Regions from separate parts of the Mus musculus genome. Here region 1 is linked to region 2. A link is a contact called in public HiChIP or PLAC-seq data. All regions are on one chromosome and are shown on one strand. The core of a region is the stretch at or near the end of the contact, and the rest is flanking DNA. Distances in the headings are between cores, read along the strand shown.

Evidence for each region. HiChIP or PLAC-seq counts read pairs in DNA pulled down with a chosen protein or histone mark.
Region 1: an H3K4me3 HiChIP or PLAC-seq map of bone marrow-derived macrophages shows a contact between it and region 2, with 4 times the contacts expected there. The contact joins two enhancer-like sites. A contact is called at or near these places in 4 of 39 promoter capture datasets (the C10 cell line, hippocampal neurons and pre-B cells), 13 of 484 Hi-C or Micro-C datasets (B cells, CD4 T cells, CD8 T cells and 8 more), 7 of 115 datasets of contacts at active chromatin or transcription factors (CD8 T cells, the HPC-7 cell line, bone marrow-derived macrophages and 4 more) and 1 of 9 other capture datasets (bone marrow-derived macrophages).

The regions. Positions count from the first base shown.
Region 1 is chr11:54,798,970-54,804,447 of GRCm38.p6, reverse strand. No RefSeq gene overlaps it. Among named protein-coding and RNA genes, the nearest start is that of Cdc42se2, 14 kb to the right of the region's middle. Within about 2 kb of position 2,022, at least 146 of the 459 cell types and tissues checked have an H3K27ac peak or open chromatin away from gene starts, as enhancers often do. A contact at or near this core is called in B cells, CD8 T cells, the HPC-7 cell line and 6 more, where this site is marked.
Region 2 is chr11:54,725,925-54,730,972 of GRCm38.p6, reverse strand. The region is part of intron 3 of Cdc42se2 (CDC42 small effector 2); the gene reads left to right. Among named protein-coding and RNA genes, the nearest start is that of Cdc42se2, 59 kb to the left of the region's middle. Within about 2 kb of position 3,417, at least 168 of the 459 cell types and tissues checked have an H3K27ac peak or open chromatin away from gene starts, as enhancers often do. A contact at or near this core is called in B cells, CD8 T cells, the HPC-7 cell line and 6 more, where this site is marked.

The sequences.
Region 1 (5,478 bases), core at 773-3,272, 75 kb before region 2:
GAAAGTATTAATATGATGTAGCTACTTGTTTGGGCTTTGGAAGATTTTTACATTTTTATTTGTGTGTGTGTGCGTATGTATATGCACAAATTGCGCAGGTGCCCATAGAGGACAGAAGAAGGCATCAGATCCCCTGGAGCTGCAGTTACAAAACACTCTTATTCACTGAGCCAGCCATCTCGCTAGCCCTGTAGCCAAGGCTAGCCTCTGAGTGACCCTTCTGGTCTCACATCCTGAATCCTGGAATTACAGGCATGTGCCACCACGCCCAACTCTCTGGACATTCTTAGCAACTAAATCACTTGTTGTACTCGTCATATATCTCATTTATTGTTTTACAGCTTGTCAGTTAATGAAAAATGAAGGTAGAATTGAAATAATTTCTTGATAAGCAAAAGAATGTTGGGCAGGGCTTACCTAGGATAGGAAGCTCTGTTGAGAGCTTCTGTAGGCGGCTTCCTCCCCCATCCCCCCGAAGTCAGGAAATTCCTGTGGAGAGGAGTTTTCTAGTATAGACAACCAATTTCATGAAAACTTATGTGTTTTCCCCATTTAAAAATTTCCCAGGAATCAGCAAAACTATAAAACTGTTAACATCGGATCAAATGAGTTCATTTTCTTTCTCAAAGTGTCTTCTAAGAGGTTCTAAGATGAAAAAAATCAATCAAACAAACAAAAAAAAACAAAAAACAAAAAACAAACCAGAACTGGTCCATTGTGTCTTTAAAAGATTTATTTTTACTTTTATGTGCACGAGTGTTTGTCTGCTTATATGTGTGTATATCACATGTATATTGTGTCCACAGAAGCCAGAAGAGGACGTTGGATGCCCTGGGACTGGAGTTACAGGTGGTGGTGAGCTGTTGTGTGAGTGCTGGGACACAAATCCAGGTCCTCTGAAAGAGCATCCAGTACTCTCAACCATGAGCTGTATCTCCAGCCAGATTCCCACATTTATATCACTGTATTTGCCTTACCTTTTAGTAGAATGGAATATTTGCAGAAGGGAAACATGAAAAAAAGAAAGGAAAAGGTTGTGTGGGAGACTACATTCACAAGCAACAGAATATGGTATGGAAATTACCTTGTCTTGGCTGCATCTTGTGTGCACCATTACTGTTCACGAGGAGAAAATCCTAACTAATGGCAAACTGTTCAGATTAGCCAAAACAAGCCAGAGAGCAGAGTACAGAGGTGCACATCTGTAATCCAAGCACTCAGGGGGTGGACACGGGAAGATTAGGAAATCAAGGTTATCCTTGGCTATGCAACAAGTTAGAGGCTAGCTTGGGTTACATGAAACCCTGAATCCAAAATTAATAATAAATACATAAATAAAGCAGGAAAGATGAGTCTTCAGGCCTAGGGTAGAAGAGTTTGTACTGAGATCAGGCCTTGGGTTTGATCTCTACTGTGACCGTGAACAGATGAAGACATAAACCAGAAGGAAACTAACCTGCAGAACCGCCGAGGAAACAGAACAGCAGACATAGCCACGACGTCCCTTCCGAGCTCTCAAATTCCACCATTAATGAATGAGTGCCACGTGGAGCTTATCAAGGAAATATGTGAAGCAATACAAACTTAGAGTGCAAAGGTTATGTATGAGACATTAACCCTGACTCCATAAATGTCACTCTCTTTGGTTTATGAGTTGTCAGTGTATTTAAGCACAGGAGTGTGCAGGTGCCTGTATGTGTGAGTTCAAATTGATGGTTGGATGTATGTCTTCCTCTATTGCTCTCTACCTTTTTATTTATTTAGTAATTTATTATTATTATTATTATTATTATTATTATTATTATTATTATTATTATTATTAATTAGGCTGCCAGTGAAACTGAAACTTGCTGTTTTGGCTAGCCTGGCTGTCCAGCATGACCCAGGATCTCTCTCTCTGTCCCTGGCACTGGGGTTAGAGGCACTTCCTACAGCACCTCGCTTTTGCATGTGTGCTGAGGATCCTGACTCGTGCTTATATAGCAGACACTTAACCCACTGAGCTAAACTGCAACCTCCAAGCTACATCATTGACTCACTTGGTCTTTGTGCCTGACTCATTTATTCTCTCCAGCTAACTTCAGGCACCTTAGTATAATCTGATCTCTGTCTCAGAAGCCCCAGCGTTGTTTCCTGTATACACACACACACACACACACACACACACACACTTTACACTTCACACCGTGCACTCAGTCACTAACTCTCATCACATTTTCTCATGGCTCTCTGAGTTGACACATGGCTCTTCCACACTTAAAGACTTCCACCCCCATTTTGGTAATTCCTCTAAATTGCATCCTGTCCTTTAGGAATCCTTTCTGGACTTTCAGAACTGGAGTCCAATGTTCTTCATCAGAACTTTGACTAGAATACTTAGCAAAGCAACTTCCTCCTCACACAGCATTGTGGAGCCGGAAGCTGCGGTTGCAACATCTTGATTCAGCAGCTTCCTGACTGATTGGGAGGAAGGAGGCTGCAGAGCCAAGGGCAGAGGGTGACTAGTCATCCCTGGGAAGGCTGGCTTGAAGTCACAGTCAAGACCAAGAGCTGTCTTCTCAATGAGCTGTTAGAAGCAGTTAAGAGGCAAGACATTTGTGGTCCAAGGGGTGAGCCTGAGAAGACCTCAGAGGCAGAGTGGGCAGGAGTAGGGTGAGGAGGTCATAGATGCTGTGTTGATCCTTTTATTGATCTTCAGATTTCTCCACTCCTCATACAATAGACAACAAACATTATTGAATTGAATTGGACCCTGCTAGAACAGCCTTTAAAATTCTTCTTCTTCTTCTTCTTCTTCTTCTTCTTCTTCTTCTTCTTCTTCTTCTTCTTCTTCTTCTTCTTCTTCTTCTTCTTCTTCTTCTTCTTCTCCTCCTCCTCCTCCTCCTCCTCCTCCTCTTCCTCCTCCTCCTCCTCCTCCTCCTCTTCCTCCTCCTTTTCTTCCTCCTCCTCTTCCTCCTCCTTCTTCTTTGTGTGAGTGTGTGTGTGCATGCGCACACAGGTATTTGTGAAGGCCAGAAGAGAATGTTGGATTCCCTGGGGCTGGAATTCCCTCCTCACCTATAGTGTGTGTGAGTGTGCAGGTATTTGTGAAGGCCAGAAGAGAATATCAGATTCCCTGGAGCTGGAGTTACAGGTGGTTGTGAGGTGCTAATGTGGGTGTTGTGAACTGAACTTGGGTCCTCTGGAAGAACAGTGTGCACCTTTAACTACTGGGCCATCTCTCCAGACATATCCTCCCTTCCTCTCTTCTTCCTTCCTTCGTTTCTTTCTTACTTTTGTATGCATGAATGTGTGTGTTGGTGTGTACTCATGCCATAGTGCATGCACGGATGTCAGACAACCACTGTGGAAGATGAACTTGTCTTTCTACCTTGCAGGTCCTGGGTGTAGCTGAGGTTGTCAGGCTTGGCAGCAAGCAACTTTACCTACCAAGTCATCTCGCAGACCTATAGACTATTCCTGTGTAGTGGTGCACACATGATTTCCCAGCACTCAGGAGGCATGGTGAGGGAATTCTTCACAAGTTCAAGGCTATATTATCTGGAAATCTCTCACGGGCTTTTTCGTTGTCCTGCCTATACATATATGAATGTGACCTATTTTTTCTACCTGAGTCACCGGGAGAAAGATTACTTTGAATCATCTTTGAAGGTCTCTTGGGGCCTTAGGTTTAGCTGAAGTACCAAAGAGTATTTATATGTATGGGATGTATGTATGTATGTATGTATGTATGTATGTATGTATGTATGTGAGACAGGGTCTTAATATGTAGCCCAAACTGATTTTAAACCTTCCATCCTTCTGCCTCTGCCCTCTCTAGTGCTAGGATAATAGGCATGTGCTGCCACATCTGGTGAATCCCAGAAATGTGTGTGTATGTAGAAATAATAAGTGTGGCCAGGGGCAGTGGTACTTACCTTTAATCCCAGCACTCAGGTGGCAAGGGCAAGCAGATCTCTGTGAATCTGAGGCCAGCATAGTCTACATAGTGAATTCCAGGGCAGCCAGGGCTATGCAGAGAGACCCTGACTCAAAAACCAACCAACCAACCAACCAACCAACCAACCAACCAACCAACCAACCAAACAAACAAACACAATAATGAGTGTGTTTGTAGTGCATTCTTGTTTCACTATTTTCAGACCTTAGTTTTGCACACTAGTTATATTGATTGAGACAAAAACAAACATGTGGGCTCTCAAGAGTTTATTTCAAGGTCTGTGAGGATCATAAATGTTTAGTCAACAAGTAGTTATTTTAGAGACCAGTATATGTTCTCCCGTGAGACTTCATAGTTTCTGGGGACCACTCTTCTTTGCTTTTATTTCTTTATGTTATGAAATTTGAAATCAGAAGTCAGTGTATTGCTTATACCCTGGTCCCCTGATTGAAGTGTGAGTCTTTATAACTAAGAACCAATGGCTTGAAAAAACTCTTAAGTTTGGTCTTTATCAGAGTGTAATGTATATGTATGTATATTTTCATATATCTGTAGTTATTCTCTTTTCCTTTATGTATACTTATTTTATAATTAATGAAGAATGGAAGAGATTTGATTGAAATATTTCTTTAAATGTCTAATACTGAATTGGCTGATCTCATGCCCATAGCTTCATGTTGCCATTGAACCCCTGAACATAATTACTTTAAACTGAGATATGTTGTAAATAATAAAACAAAACAAAAGCACATGGGGCGAATGAGATGGCTCAGCAGGAAAAGGAGTTTTCACCACACCTGCTGTCCTGAGTTAAGCCCTGGAAGGACAGAATTCATTCCCACAAGCTCCATATATGTACCATGACACACCGCTGCATCATGAACATATACACTGTCTTGGTTATCATTCACTGTTGACAGAACCTAGAGTCACCCAGGGAAAGAAGTCTCAGTTGAGTAATTGTCTTTACCACTCGGGTCTGTGGACTTGTCTGGCAGACATTGCCTTTTTTTTTTTTTTTTTAATTTATCTATTATATGTAAGTACACTGTAGCTGTCTTCAGACACTCCAGAAGAGGGCATCAGATCTCATTACGGATGGTTGTGAGCCACCACGTGGTTGCTGAGATTTGAACTCAGGACCTATGGAAGAGCAGTCGGTGCTCTTACCCGCTCAGCCATCTCACCAGCCCCAGACATTGTCTTAATTGATATAGAAAGGCCACACAATGGACAGGTCCTGGGCTGTATAAGAAAGCTAGCTGAATGAATGATTGACTTCTGGGAAAAAGAAAATCACTTTTCTTTAAGGATGTGGCTCCTGGCAGGTCAGTCATACCTCAGTGGATGACTTCACACCAGGTTTGTATGGGTAGCACACTTTTGAGTTCATGGGTCATTTAAAAAAAAAAAAAAGACAAGAGGTTGTGGGAAGTTGAGGGTTAGAGAGGTGAGGGTGGATCTGGGAGGGGTGAGGAGGAGGGGATGGGATCAACTATGTCTTTTTTTTTTTTTTTTTTTTTTTTTTTTAAAACTTT
Region 2 (5,048 bases), core at 2,168-4,667:
TACTGTTTTATATTGTCATGGTGTCTGGAAAGGCAGATCTGTCGTTTAGTTTTTATTTTATGTTTTGGCCAGTCTTAGTGGAATCTTCCATACAAATTTCAAAGTTTGTCAGGTTTTCTGAAAGACCTGTTGAGATTTCAGTTAGATCTGTGTTGAGTTTAGAGATTCATGAAATTGGATAAATGTGCAGACTAGTTTTGAGCAAGCTTGTGCTCTCTCTCTCATCTAATCTGTCTGAACATCTGTCTGTCTATCTATCTGTCTGTCTATCTATCTATATATCTATCTATCTATCATCTACCTACAGAGTCTTGTGTATCCCTGGCTGGCCTCAGACTTCCTATGACTTCTTCTGATCCCACTTTCACCTTCCCAAGAGTGTTAGGGTTACAGCTGTGTACCACCAACCCTGGTTTGTTTTTTTGTTTTGTTTTTATTTTTTAATTAGGTATTTTCTTCATTTACATTTCAAATGCTATACCAAAAGTCCCCCAGCCCCCCCCCCCCCTCACACACACACTTCTTGGCCCTGGCGTTCCCCTGTACTGAGGCATATAAAGTTTGCAAGACCAAGGGGCCTCTCTTCCCAATGATGGCCGACTAGGCCATCTTCTGATACATATGCAGCTAGAGACACGAGCTCTGGGGGTACTGGTTAGTTCATATTGTTGTACCACCTATAGGGTTGCAGACCCCTTTAGCTCCTTGGGTACTTTCTCTAGCTCCTCCATTGGGGGCCCTGTGATCCATCCAATAGCTGACTGTGAGCATCCACTTCTGTGTTTGACAGGCCCCCAACCCTGGTTTTATGTGGTGCTTGGGGATCCAACCCTGGGCTCTGTGCATGCTAGGCAAGCTCTCAGTCAGCTGACTGACATTTCTAACTGAAAAGCTCTGGGGTGGGGTTGGGGCTTGTGTTTGTGTCCTAATTCCTTCCTTTTTCTCTACTTTCTCCTCTGACTCAGGCTCTTACTGAATCAAAATTAGCATCTTATGTTGAATTTTATTCTTGTGCTGTCTGATTTTAATGTGCATGATACTGGGTTCATTTGACTGTTAGGTTATGAATCAGGGTGATACACAAATTAAAAGTTTCTTGAAATAAAATTCCCCAATTTCATTCCTCATTTTTTGGCCCATGGGCATTTGCAGCATGAGGTCAGCGTCTTTGTCACTGATGTGTTGCTGTGAAGAGACAGTGTGACCTAGGAAACTTTTATAAAGAACAGCGTTTAGCTGGGGTTGGCTTACCCTCTCAGACTTAATCCATTCTCATCATGGCAGGGAGCATGACAGTGGAGCAGTAGCTGAGGGTCACATCCTGATCTGTAGGCAAAGGAAAAATCAGAGAGAGATGAGGGGTGAGGGGACAGGAGAACTGGGTTTAGCATGGGCTTTCGAAATCTCAGAATCTCAGTGGCTCCCCCATGGCACACTTCCTCCAACAAGACCTAACAAGATCACACTTCCTAATCCTTCTCAAGTACTGCCACACCCTGATGACGAAGTGTTCACACGTGAGTCTCTTGGTGCCATTCTTATCCAAACCACCACACTTAGGCATTCTGGCATTTTGAAAGGCACATGTCTGCAGGAGGAATGCATCCTAGGAAGCTCTGCTATGCATCTTTCATTGGTAGATTTAGGTTAAGTACTAATATAACTCAATATTTTCTGTTTATTGTTTTTAATAACTTTTGTAGAAACAACACACCTTATAGCCTCATAGCACCCTGTATATCAAGTATTTGAAGGACTAAAATCTTTAAGAATAATGAAAAATAAAAGTAGTATTTATTGTGTTTTCCTCCCATGTCTCAGAGACTTTTTAGTCCCAGATAGATGTGTTTCATGCTGTAGACTCGAGTGCCCAGCTCAGAAACAGGGTTACCTTTGAGGAAGGGTGGAGCTTAGACTGTCCTGGAACCTTCCTGCTTCAGCTCCCAGGCAAACAGTGCTATTACAGCTGTGCGCTCCTTCACCGTACTGTCCATTGCCACAAACAAAACCCTGGGAAGAAAGTCAGAAACGCCTTTTGATGAATTAAGAAGAAAAACAACTGCTGTTTCAAATAACTTAAAAAGCTCTAGCTTTATTTTCCTGTACCTACCCAGTGCCTCACACTGGATTACCCAGTCCTGTCTGCAGGCCGTATGAAAAGTTCCCATTAACTGGCAGCTTTTATGAGTTCTAAAACATTGCCTAAAAGACCCTATTGTTGTAAGTCATCTGACCTCATCTGGGAGATTGTTGTTTATTTAGAAAATACAGTGTGCAGTTTCAGGTCCTGTTGTGTGGTAGCCTGAAAGTCAATGCCTTTCTTGGTCATGAATTCTTAAAGGGCCAAAGTGAAGTTGCTTCTCTGACACCAATAGCATGGGCTTATTTTTTTCCCCCTTGGGTTTTATGAACCTGCAAGAATGGAGGCTCAGGCCTTTGCTTGAGGTTATTGTGGTCGGGTTCTGTCTCTCACATGACTGATATACAAGTACCTCAGAAACTTGCATTTCGCTCCTTTTAAACCAGTAACAGTCTGATGTAAAAGTTTAGAATGAAATGCACATTTTCTGTAACTAAGGACACTTTAGAGATTAATTACCCAGAATTAACAACACATTGATTTGGCTAAGAGTACTTACTGGCCATTCTTCCACAGGACTTGATTTCAGTTCTACCCAAGCTAGGTGGTTCACAATGACCTGAGACCTCAGTTGCAAGGGCTCTCATCCTCTGTCCTCTGCGTACCGTGTGCACACATTTGTGCATACATGCATTCACAGCGTGTAATGCTAACACAAAGTAAGAACATTCTCCTGCTTCTAGTAGGTAAGATAGGAGTTGGAAGGGGCCCAGGGTCAAAGCCAGCCTGGTTTGTATAGTTACTAACTGGTTTGCATAGTTAACTAAATAAAATATTTATGACAAGACTCCATAGCTCTCTTCTTCACAGGAGAAAGGACAGATTGGATGTTTTCAGTATTTAGGAGAGGAGAGTCCGTCATGTTCACTGTTAGTCAGAAAGCATCCAATTAAAGTGATCAGGGACATCCTGACAGCTGGGAAGATTTTCTCTGCTCTACAGCTCTTGAGATGTGAGGGAGGGTGGAGCCCACGGCACCCAGGACTAAGTATAAATGTCTAACTACAAAGGCAGGTGTACTGAGGAGGCTGAGGCAGGAGGATTGCAAATTCCATGCCAGCCATGGGTACTTGGCATGATTCCACTACCCCCAGTCAGCCACCAACCACTAAGCACACCATATTTTTCAAGCATAAGGTGGATTTTTTGTTTTGAACAGCACACTTTTTCAAGTACATGGTATTAAAATTTCAAGACAAACACAGATGCAGTTGTCAGCAGCCAGGGGAATTCCACAGTTGGGCCTCGGCAAAGCAAAACAGGAAGCTTGAGAGGGCGCTCACAGCCCTGCTGTGTGGACTTGGGTAGAGTCACTGTGTTTCCTGGAACACTTCACTCTTACAGGACTCTTCATTAGCTGCCGGCCATGCAAATACTCCTAGTCATGCTTCAGATGCTTTTCATTCTGTATAAGGTCAGGGATTAGAGGCACAAATGTGAACAGTTGTGCTAGAGGAGAGGTGGTTTGGCAAACGTTTCTTTCTATGGAATTTCTGCATCACTACATCATAGTTGGAGTGTCAGTATCTAGTGATTGGGAGTTGACACAGAAGGTCTTGCCACCTTGTGAGCCTTGCCCACATGTGCTCTGCATGCTATCAAAGTGTGTTTATGTCCCTTAGGGAAACTCAGCTGACTGAGAAGAGATGATAGCAAGGAATTCAGATTGATTTTGGTTCGCTATAGTTTAACCTGTCTCAGAGTTCTGTGATTAACAAGGAGTGACTCCTGGTATAGGTAGCAACAGTTACCACCCTCAGAATAACTGCACAAGTGAAGGAAAGCACATGCTGGAGGATCCATTTAAATGAGCTTCAGGAAAATGCTGACAGACATGTGGGCAGTAGATCAGTGCCTACGTGGAGAAGGGATGGGGAAGGGACTTTTAGGAGGATGGGTGTGCTCACTGTGTTGACTGGTGTGGGCTCAAGTGCTTGATCCCCACCCCCTTCCTTTCTGTTTTCATCTCTTCCTTCCTCCACCATCTCATCTTAAGACCTTATCTTAACAAGGACATGTGTCTTTGTGAAAACAGTGAGCTGGAGGCTTCCCACCTTTGCCTTTATGTGTGAGCGTGTCCCTGGGAATGTGTTTGCACACTCTCCCTCAGTAGCTTACTGTGGCAGCTGTTCTCCGAGCCTCACCCAGAAATTCAAGTAAGTCACTTAGTGTAGGGGTGTGGGCCATGTGTGATTTCTTCCTAGCACCACAGGGGGCATGGTGGCTCTTCAGTCTTCAGGGCCAGGATTATAGAAACCAGGATGCCTGGAAGGTGTGACTCCAGTATGCCAGGTCTGCCTAGAGAGGCCCTCCAGCAGGCTGAGTGTACAGCAGAGGCAGTTGCTCTTGCAAGTCAGGTTCCTGTGAGACGTTGGGAGATGGCCCCTGTCCTGCAGATCCTTTGCCCCAGGTGTACAGCTGCTGTCCTTTTCTCCTTGTGATGAAGTCTCTGTCTCTACCCTCCAGAAGGTCTACTAAGCTGTCTCACTTGGGATACTGGAAATTGATCATGCTTTGGAGTACATACGGGTGGGTGAACTAGGATGACTGGCTTCCGAGGGTCACTCTAATGGTTTTTAGCAAAAAGAAGAGGAGACTACTGCCACATCCGTTTTGGCTTTGCTTCTTAAGGCTCTTCTGCAGAATTATGACTTACTGCTCCACACAGGAACAGTGGGGGGGGGGGGGGGGAAGTAAGAGGAGTGTAGTGGGGGCAACATACCCTGAATCTGGGTGAGCAAAGCTAGAAGGGTCTGAACCTTCTCTTGGCTTTCTGAGACCTTCTTGATTAAAAATGAGTGGGGCTCTAGGACACCCTTACTAAAGGCCTGGAGATTAACTTTAGAGAAATAAAGCACAAATGACCTGGGTAAGATAGCTCATACGTTTATTCCCAGCATTTGGAAGG